2 separate regions of the Ovis aries genome follow, and region 2 is linked to region 1. The links are chromatin contacts, called in public Hi-C maps. All regions are on one chromosome and are shown on one strand. Each heading gives the region's core, a stretch centred on a gene start, on an enhancer-like site or on the middle of the called end of the contact. The rest is flanking DNA. Distances are from core to core; before and after follow the strand shown. Region 1 holds the start of NOP56 (NOP56 ribonucleoprotein). Region 2 holds the start of SNRPB (small nuclear ribonucleoprotein polypeptides B and B1).

The links. Hi-C and Micro-C count contacts between places; a contact is called where the count stands out from the background.
Region 2: a contact with region 1 is called in a Hi-C map of hypothalamus, with 2.5 times the contacts expected there. The contact joins the promoter of SNRPB here to the promoter of NOP56 in region 1. A contact is called at or near these places in 7 of 16 Hi-C or Micro-C datasets (blood, hypothalamus, liver and 3 more).

What each region holds. Positions count from the first base shown.
Region 1 is chr13:52,250,964-52,254,684 of ARS-UI_Ramb_v3.0, reverse strand. It overlaps NOP56 (NOP56 ribonucleoprotein), which reads left to right and starts at 1,900. Exons shown (of 12, transcript XM_004014385.5): 1 at 1,900-1,932; 2 at 2,087-2,176; 3 at 2,537-2,651; 4 at 3,251-3,412; 5 at 3,566-3,721. The coding sequence starts at 1,930. It overlaps LOC114117669 (small nucleolar RNA SNORD110), which reads left to right and starts at 3,026; the gene lies at 3,026-3,097.
Region 2 is chr13:52,391,861-52,395,581 of ARS-UI_Ramb_v3.0, reverse strand. SNRPB (small nuclear ribonucleoprotein polypeptides B and B1) reads right to left here and starts at 1,950. Exons shown (of 7, transcript XM_015099749.3): 1 at 1,845-1,950. The coding sequence starts at 1,847.

The sequences.
Region 1 (3,721 bases), core at 651-3,150:
CCTGGGTCGGGAAGATCCCCTGGAGAAGAAAATGGCAACCCACTCCAGTATTCTTGCCTGGAGAATCCCATGGACGGACGAGCCTGGTGGGCTACAGTCCACGGTTTGCAGAGTCGGCAGACTGAGCTACTTCACTTTCACTTATCTAATTATAAGCTTTTCTACCTCACTAGTTGAAGTGTACTTTTCTTCAGCTACCCCTCTAAGTTAGCAAACTGCTTTAACACAGTTCCTTTATAACCAGAGGACTCAAATCTATCTAAAGCCATGAGGTAAACTTTCAGCTCAGTGACTCTCAGGCTTTTGGTACATAATCCACAGAAATGTGCATATACATAACATATATATGGTATATATATATATTTGTTTAAAACAAAAAGTTTACAAATCAATACTCCTTACTCTATGTGATGGACTAGTATTTCCTTATTTTTTCATCCTACTTTTTTAATGCTGGCCAAGACTGTCTAAATTAATTCTGCAAACCGATTAATAGATTCCAACCTCTCCTCCTCTGAAATTCCCTACTTTAGTAGACAAGCACCTGTAACCCAGGAATATTTAGGATTAAGTATAGAAGTAATCAAGTAAATCAGTCATAGCATTAATATGTTCCAATATATTTTGGAAACTTCTATTTAATGTGGCATTTATAATGCTTTAACATTCTCATGTAACAGATTAATTTTGCAATTCCATTTTAAAACATGAGATGGAGTAACTGATCCAATTCCATTTTAAAAACATGAGATGGAGTCTGAACTCACGATTGTAAGTGGATACAGGCAACAAAATGTAAGCACACATGTAAGCAATATTAAGACTATGATATTAAGATTTATGATTAAAATTTAATCTACTAGATTTTAAGAGCTCAGTACTTGAATCTTGTCAAATAACTGAACTGCTTTAGAAAATACCTTGAATTTATAAATGCACGCTAGTTGTGGGAATTTTAAGTTGTAAAAACCCCCTTAAGATGATTTATTTTTAATTTACCAACATATACCATTTTGGGGTAACCAGGTTTTGGACTTGTAACTCAGACATTATTAAAGCAAAAGTATCAATAATTTCAAAACAGTCTCCTGAGTGCCTTAAAGCTGCCCAGAGGACACGACAGCAGCTCCCGTTCACTTGGAACTAACAGGGTACTAAGTTGGGCAGTGCACCAGGGCGAGTGACACTTGGCCCCGCAGAAGGAAGGTTCTGCCGAAGCAGGGAACAATAAACCGAACCGGAAAAAGATGGGAATCATCTTTCTTTCCTACTTCAGCGCCTGAAGCCTTTATTTTTAAAAATAAAACTGAAAAGCACCAAGTCAGCAATGGGAATCACGACTTCAAAGTCCGCGCCAGCGCCTCAGGCCCAGCTTCCGCCCCAGTGATGAGGAAAGCCAGCGCAGAACCCTGGCCCGGCAGAGGGTAGACCCCTATTGCTGGGTGGGGACGCAGCGGGTCCTGGTATCCTGGGGACGTGGGGCGGGGCCTAGGTCCTGAGATGCCTAGCGCTGCGGAGACTGGGCTCCGCAACAGTTTCTGCTCTGAAGTGTGGCCGCGATCAGTGCGGGGGCCTCCAGCCCGGATCCCACCAAGCTCTGCTGCCTGTAATTTACAGGATGAAAACAAGAGTGAATGAACCAGAAAAGCGCGCCTTTCCAAACCGTTTTGCAGCCTGCAGGGTCCGTTCCGGCCGGCGCGTACCAAGCAACCACGCCGCAGCCGAGACCGGAAAAGGCCGACTTGCAGGCGCTCGCGCCCCTGTCCCCGCCTGCGGGCCGTACCACCCCGGGCGACCCCTCCCGAGGAAAGGGATGGTACCGTCCCCGGCCTCCGATTGGCCGACGAGGCGGGGGCGTGGCCTCTGGAGCCCGGTTCCGCGCGCCAGAGCGCGCTCGCCACAGTGCGAGCCGGACTAGGAGCGAGCGCCATGGTGAGGAGTGGTTGTAGGTTGCGGGCGAGGTGGAGGCCGTGGTTTAGGCCTGGGTTTGGGCTGGAGCGTGGGCCGGGACCAGGGCCTTCCCCGGGGACGGGGCTGGGCAAACGTGAGATAAGCGCTTACTCTGGTGTCCCGGCTCCCTTTTCAGGTGCTGCTGCACGTGCTTTTCGAGCACGCGGTCGGCTACGCGCTTCTGGCGCTGAAGGAGGTGGAGGAGATCAGCCTTCTGCTGCCGCAGGTGGGTGGACATGGTGGGCTAGCCAGCGGCTCCGCAGCCCCTCGGGCCGCGCGGGCCCCAGCATGCACCGCGTGCTCCCACGTGGCCGGCCGCGCGTTGGGAGGTGCGCTGGGCCTGACAGTTCCAAAGTAGGTGGTCCTTACTTGCATTCGTGATTAGAATTGCGTTAGAAGCATTAAAAAGTAAGCTTCCCAGATTCCACCCCATACCAATGAAGCGGAACCGGGATTTGGGACCCATGATCTGTCCATTTTTAGTGTTCGGTTGGTCCTAAGAGTGCTTTCAGGTCCAAGAGCTGCTGCTGCTTTACTGCCCCCTAGAGGCAAGAGGGAGGGAAGAATATCACCTTTCTCCCCCCAGGTGGAGGAGTGCGTGCTGAACCTTGGCAAATTCCACAACATCGTTCGTCTTGTGGCCTTTTGTCCCTTTTCCTCGTCCCAAGTTGCCTTGGAAAATGCCAACGCTGTGTCTGAAGGTGAGTTGGCCACTAAATATTGTAGAGAGATGAGCCTAGATGTAGTTCTTGCTACTGTTAACCCTTTAACAACCTAGGATGTACGCTTTATTTCTTGTAGGCACTGTAGTAATGATTTTTAAGTGAAATCAGGCTGGGGTTGAGGGGCTGGTATAATGGTAGATCCAATCAAATGTGGTTCTCTGCTAGTTTGTTCAGTTGATTGCAAAGGGCAATTTTGATGCCAAAAGCCTGGAGGAAGTTTTAGTCCCAGAAGGCAGATCTGGTACTAAATACATCCATTGTGCTCCAGGGTGTGTTTCAAGCTTTCAATAATATATTTTACACTTAGGTTATGGGGCCTGAGTTCTGTTCTCCTATGGTTGATGCTGGCTTTGCAGTGATGACTTGAGTCTGTCAATCCCCTGAGTGAGTGTAATCACTGATGTCTCCATGTCTCTGAGCAAAGCCTCTGAGTAAGAGGAGGGCTCTAGGCACAGGCCATCTTAGCATACTCTGTAAGATCAGTCTCACTGATCAGCAGTTGAGGTGACAAGATCTCTTTTTACGATTTAAACGTCCTTCAGCATGTTAGTGGGAGCTCTGTTCTTTGCCTTGAGGTGTTGTTCATGAGGACCTCCGCCTGCTCTTGGAGACTCACCTGCCACCCAAAAAGAAGAAAGTACTTCTGGGGGTTGGGGACCCCAAGATAGGTGCGGCTATACAAGAGGAGTTAGGGTACAACTGCCAGACTGGAGGTGTCATAGCCGAGATCCTTCGAGGTGAGACAGTTTTGAAATCTGGAGCTGGTGAGGGGGCGGTGGTTCTGGAAACCTAGCGGGTTGCTTTTTAGAAGCCCTCCTGCTTGTCTGGTACCTATGCATGCAGGTACTAGCTCAGAGCCTTTCCTTACTCACAGTCTCACCCTCTTCTAGGAGTTCGTCTGCACTTCCACAACCTGGTGAAAGGTCTGACCGATTTGTCTGCTTGTAAAGCCCAACTGGGGCTGGGACACAGCTATTCTCGTGCCAAAGTTAAGTTTAATGTGAACCGAGTGGACAATATGATTATCCAGTCCATTAGCCTCCTGG
Region 2 (3,721 bases), core at 701-3,200, 140 kb before region 1:
GAGGTAAAAAAAAAAAAAAAAAAAAAAAACACCGAGTAAAAGAGCTGGAATGGGACTGGCACTAAGAACCCAATCAATGAAGAGCCTGTTATCAGAAAGGAGATGAACAGCTTAGAAGAGGAGAATGGAACCACCGAATCAGTGATTTGTTAGTGTGCCTCCAAGACTATATTCAGCAACGTCAAAACTTCCTAGTAACCAGAGTGCTAATGAGTTTGAACACATAATGAGAATATACAAGCTGCTATACTCCTTAACCCAACAACCTTTTCTCCTTCACAGCCTGGCTTCAAATGTAGTTGTGCTAAAATAGAGTATACAGACCTCACAAGAGGACTGTCAAGTGCCCTTGGCAGTTACATCTCTATGAATAAACATTTGTTATATCAGCCTCCCATTAGTTTGACCAGTCTTAACTCATCCAAGAGCCTTTGAGGTACCAGGCACTGTGGTTGCTATTCATCTCTGTGAGGTTGAACAAACACAGGTTTTCTGAACGTACAAATGCATGGATCAGAATCTTGACTCCTGTTACCCTGGAGACTCAAGTTATGCGGTGCAGTTTCTTTTACATGACCATTTTAACCAAACTGTAACCACAGCTTCTAACCACTCGTGTCTGAACCTTTACAGTAACATTTACAGCTCCATTTGTCTTCTACAGCTAATTCGCACTGGGCGCTGACTGGCAGGCACTGCCACAAGCACTACTTATCTCATTTAATCCTTAAAATCAGACTTTACAGATGAGGTCACATGGCTGTAAGAGGTCAAGCTGTGCTGAAAGCTAGTGAGCCTGAATCCAGTGCCTACTTTTCTAACCAACTCTCTAAACTACACCCTGCTTCCGGTTCACCCGATATATAACAGCTACCTAACAGTTATCTTTCTGAACACAAATAAGTACGTGTCCTTTTGCTTGTTAAAAATCCTTCAATGGCATCCCTTACCACTAACAAAATTAAATAGCATGTAAAGCCTTTAATAACCAGATTCCCGCCATTTCCTCCCACCAACATTCTTCCCTTTCCCCTCTAAGAATCTTCAACAATGCTACCCTTCACGCTTTGTTCTTGCAGTCCTTCGGATCTATACCATTCTTTCCCATTTTCGCCCGAGTCTTAGGACTCTGACAGGGATCACCGAGTCTAGAAAACATTCTTATCTCGCTCCCCGCCGTTACTTTTACTTAACGCTGAATTACCACTCCGAATTATGTTACCCGTGTCTCCAAATAAGAGTGAACGCAGTGAAGAAAGGAAACACTTCATTGTGTAGCCCCAGGGCCTGAAAAGTCAGGCGTACTCAAGCATAAATGCTGAACAAAAGAGTTAAACTTTTCCTCCCTCACTCATCCTCCGTTCCCTCCTCCCCATCTACCAGAATCAACACTGTTTCCGGCCACAAGTCCTTCCACGTCTTTCCGCAACTCCTCGGACCCTCACCCTTCACAAGTCTGAGCCTCTCACTCGGTCTTACTCAGTCCTTCTACGGCGCTAGTGCTTGCTCAGAAGCCCCCTACACACATACATGCCGCAAAGTTTACTCAGCGCCTGTGGGATCCCACAGCGGCTTGGAGAGACCCAGCCCTAACCTCGCGCGTACCAAGCGACTTCTGGCCTCGGTCCCTTATTTCCAGCCTTCTACCCCACCCCCCACCCCGGACCCCCTCGCCCAGTCCACCGAGGGACGACGGTGTGAGTCTTTCCTACGCAGACGGAGGCGCCGCGGCCCGGGCCTTCACCCCCTGAGCGGCCAACCCATGACCTCCTTCCTGGTTAATCGCGATCCCCACCCCACAAGAGGCTCAGGAGCTCCCGTGCTGCTGGTCTGCGCCTCCTCACCATGGTGGCGGTTCTGATGGCTCAGATTCCCGCCGGATTCGTCTTCGTGGAGGCCTAGAAGCCCGCGAGTAACTCGCTTCCCGCCGCCGCTACCGGAAATGTAACCGCAGGGAAAATGGGGTCGGGTAGCAAGCTGCTTCCGGTCCCGGAGTTGGGCCTTGAGTTCCGGCCGAGGCGCTGAGTTATGAGCTTAGGGCAGGGCGGAACTTTGGGCGGTGCTATCTTCGGATCCTCTTTGTTGGACTGCTTCCCGGCTTCAGTCGGTACTTAGAGCTGCTCCTTTTCACCTTCACCACCCATTCCCCCGCGTCCCAGCCCGTTAACTTTCGGTCCTCATCTCCCAGCACTTTATCCCGGCTCTCTTGTCTACAGGACTTTCGTGGTAGTTCAGCTGGTAAAGAATCTGCCTGTAATGCAGGAGACCCCTGTTTGATTCCTGGGTCGGGAAGATCCCCTGGAGAAGGGATGGGCTACTGACTCCGATATTCTGGCCTGGAGAATTCCATGGACTGTATCAGCCCATGGGGTCGCAGAGTCAGACACCACTGAGCGACTTTCACTTTCATCTCTTGTCTACAGCCACAGTCCCTGCTTTTCCGTGAACTTACTCGACCTGCTTCTGCACAGCACCTTTGCTGTTGCCTCTGCCTAGAATGCTAGTCGTCCATGTATGTGCACGGCTGACAGCCTCACCTTCATGAATTAAGTTCAAGTAACGTTTTCCCACTGAGGGCTTTCCTGGCCGTCCTTTTCTAAAACTGAAACCTTCCCACCCATCCCTGTTTTATTAACACCTTTCTCCTTAACACTGATTGCTAACATACTGTATGTGTGTTATTATCCCTCCGCATTAGAATGTGAGTTCAAAGGATATGAATTTTTCTTTGTCCATTGTTCATTGCTGTAGTGCCTAGAACACTGCTTAGCACATAACAAGGGCTTAATAAATATTTGAATGAATGAATTTATCAGTCACTCCCATCCAGTCCCATGACTTTTTTTTCAATGATAACCTTTACTAAAATGTCCTAACACACACACACAAAATGTATTTCCAATGCATTACAGAAAATATGACCATTCAGGTAAAGACACAAAAAAGAAAATTAATGTTTTAATTTTTTTATATTTTGAATTTCCATAATTTTTTTTGTATTTTTGAGATTTGGACAAAATCTATACTTTAGTTAGTAATACTATATTACACGCTAATTTTCTTGTTTTTTTTGCAGCATATTTCTTTATATATTCAGAATTGAATTAGAAGTGTCAAGCCTAATTCAAATTTTTTTTATCACTAAGATAATAAACTTTTAAGACTTTTTTTCTAGATGCCAAAATACATGGAAGTATTTCAGAATTTTAAGTGAATATAAATTAGAAGTCTAGAATTCTATTAAGGCTAAGTTAAACAAGTGGAATCAAAATGTCAAATATTTTATTTAGGCAAAAATTCACAAGTTTTATAAAATATGTATATATTATATTATACATACTATTTATGTATATATTTGTGTATACAAAAGCTTTTCTACTATGCTTAGTAAACACTTGAGAAAGGACGTCAAAAAAAAAGAGAGAAATTGGAAAACATAAACTAAAAGAAATGGGAGCACCAAATATGAAATAGAAAAAGTGAAACAAACTAGATAAAAGTAAAAAATAATCATATAGTCCACTTGTTTTTAAACATGGCTACTTATTAGAAACACATCTGGAGCTTTGAAGGAAAAAGAGCAATACCTGGACATTTGTATTTTTTAAAAAATTCCAAGTAATTGTGATATGCATCTGGATTTTAAAAAGTGACCACAGGTTTTTCTATTAAATGATAGTTTTACTGATATAGAATTCTACTATTTTCTGTTGACTAATCA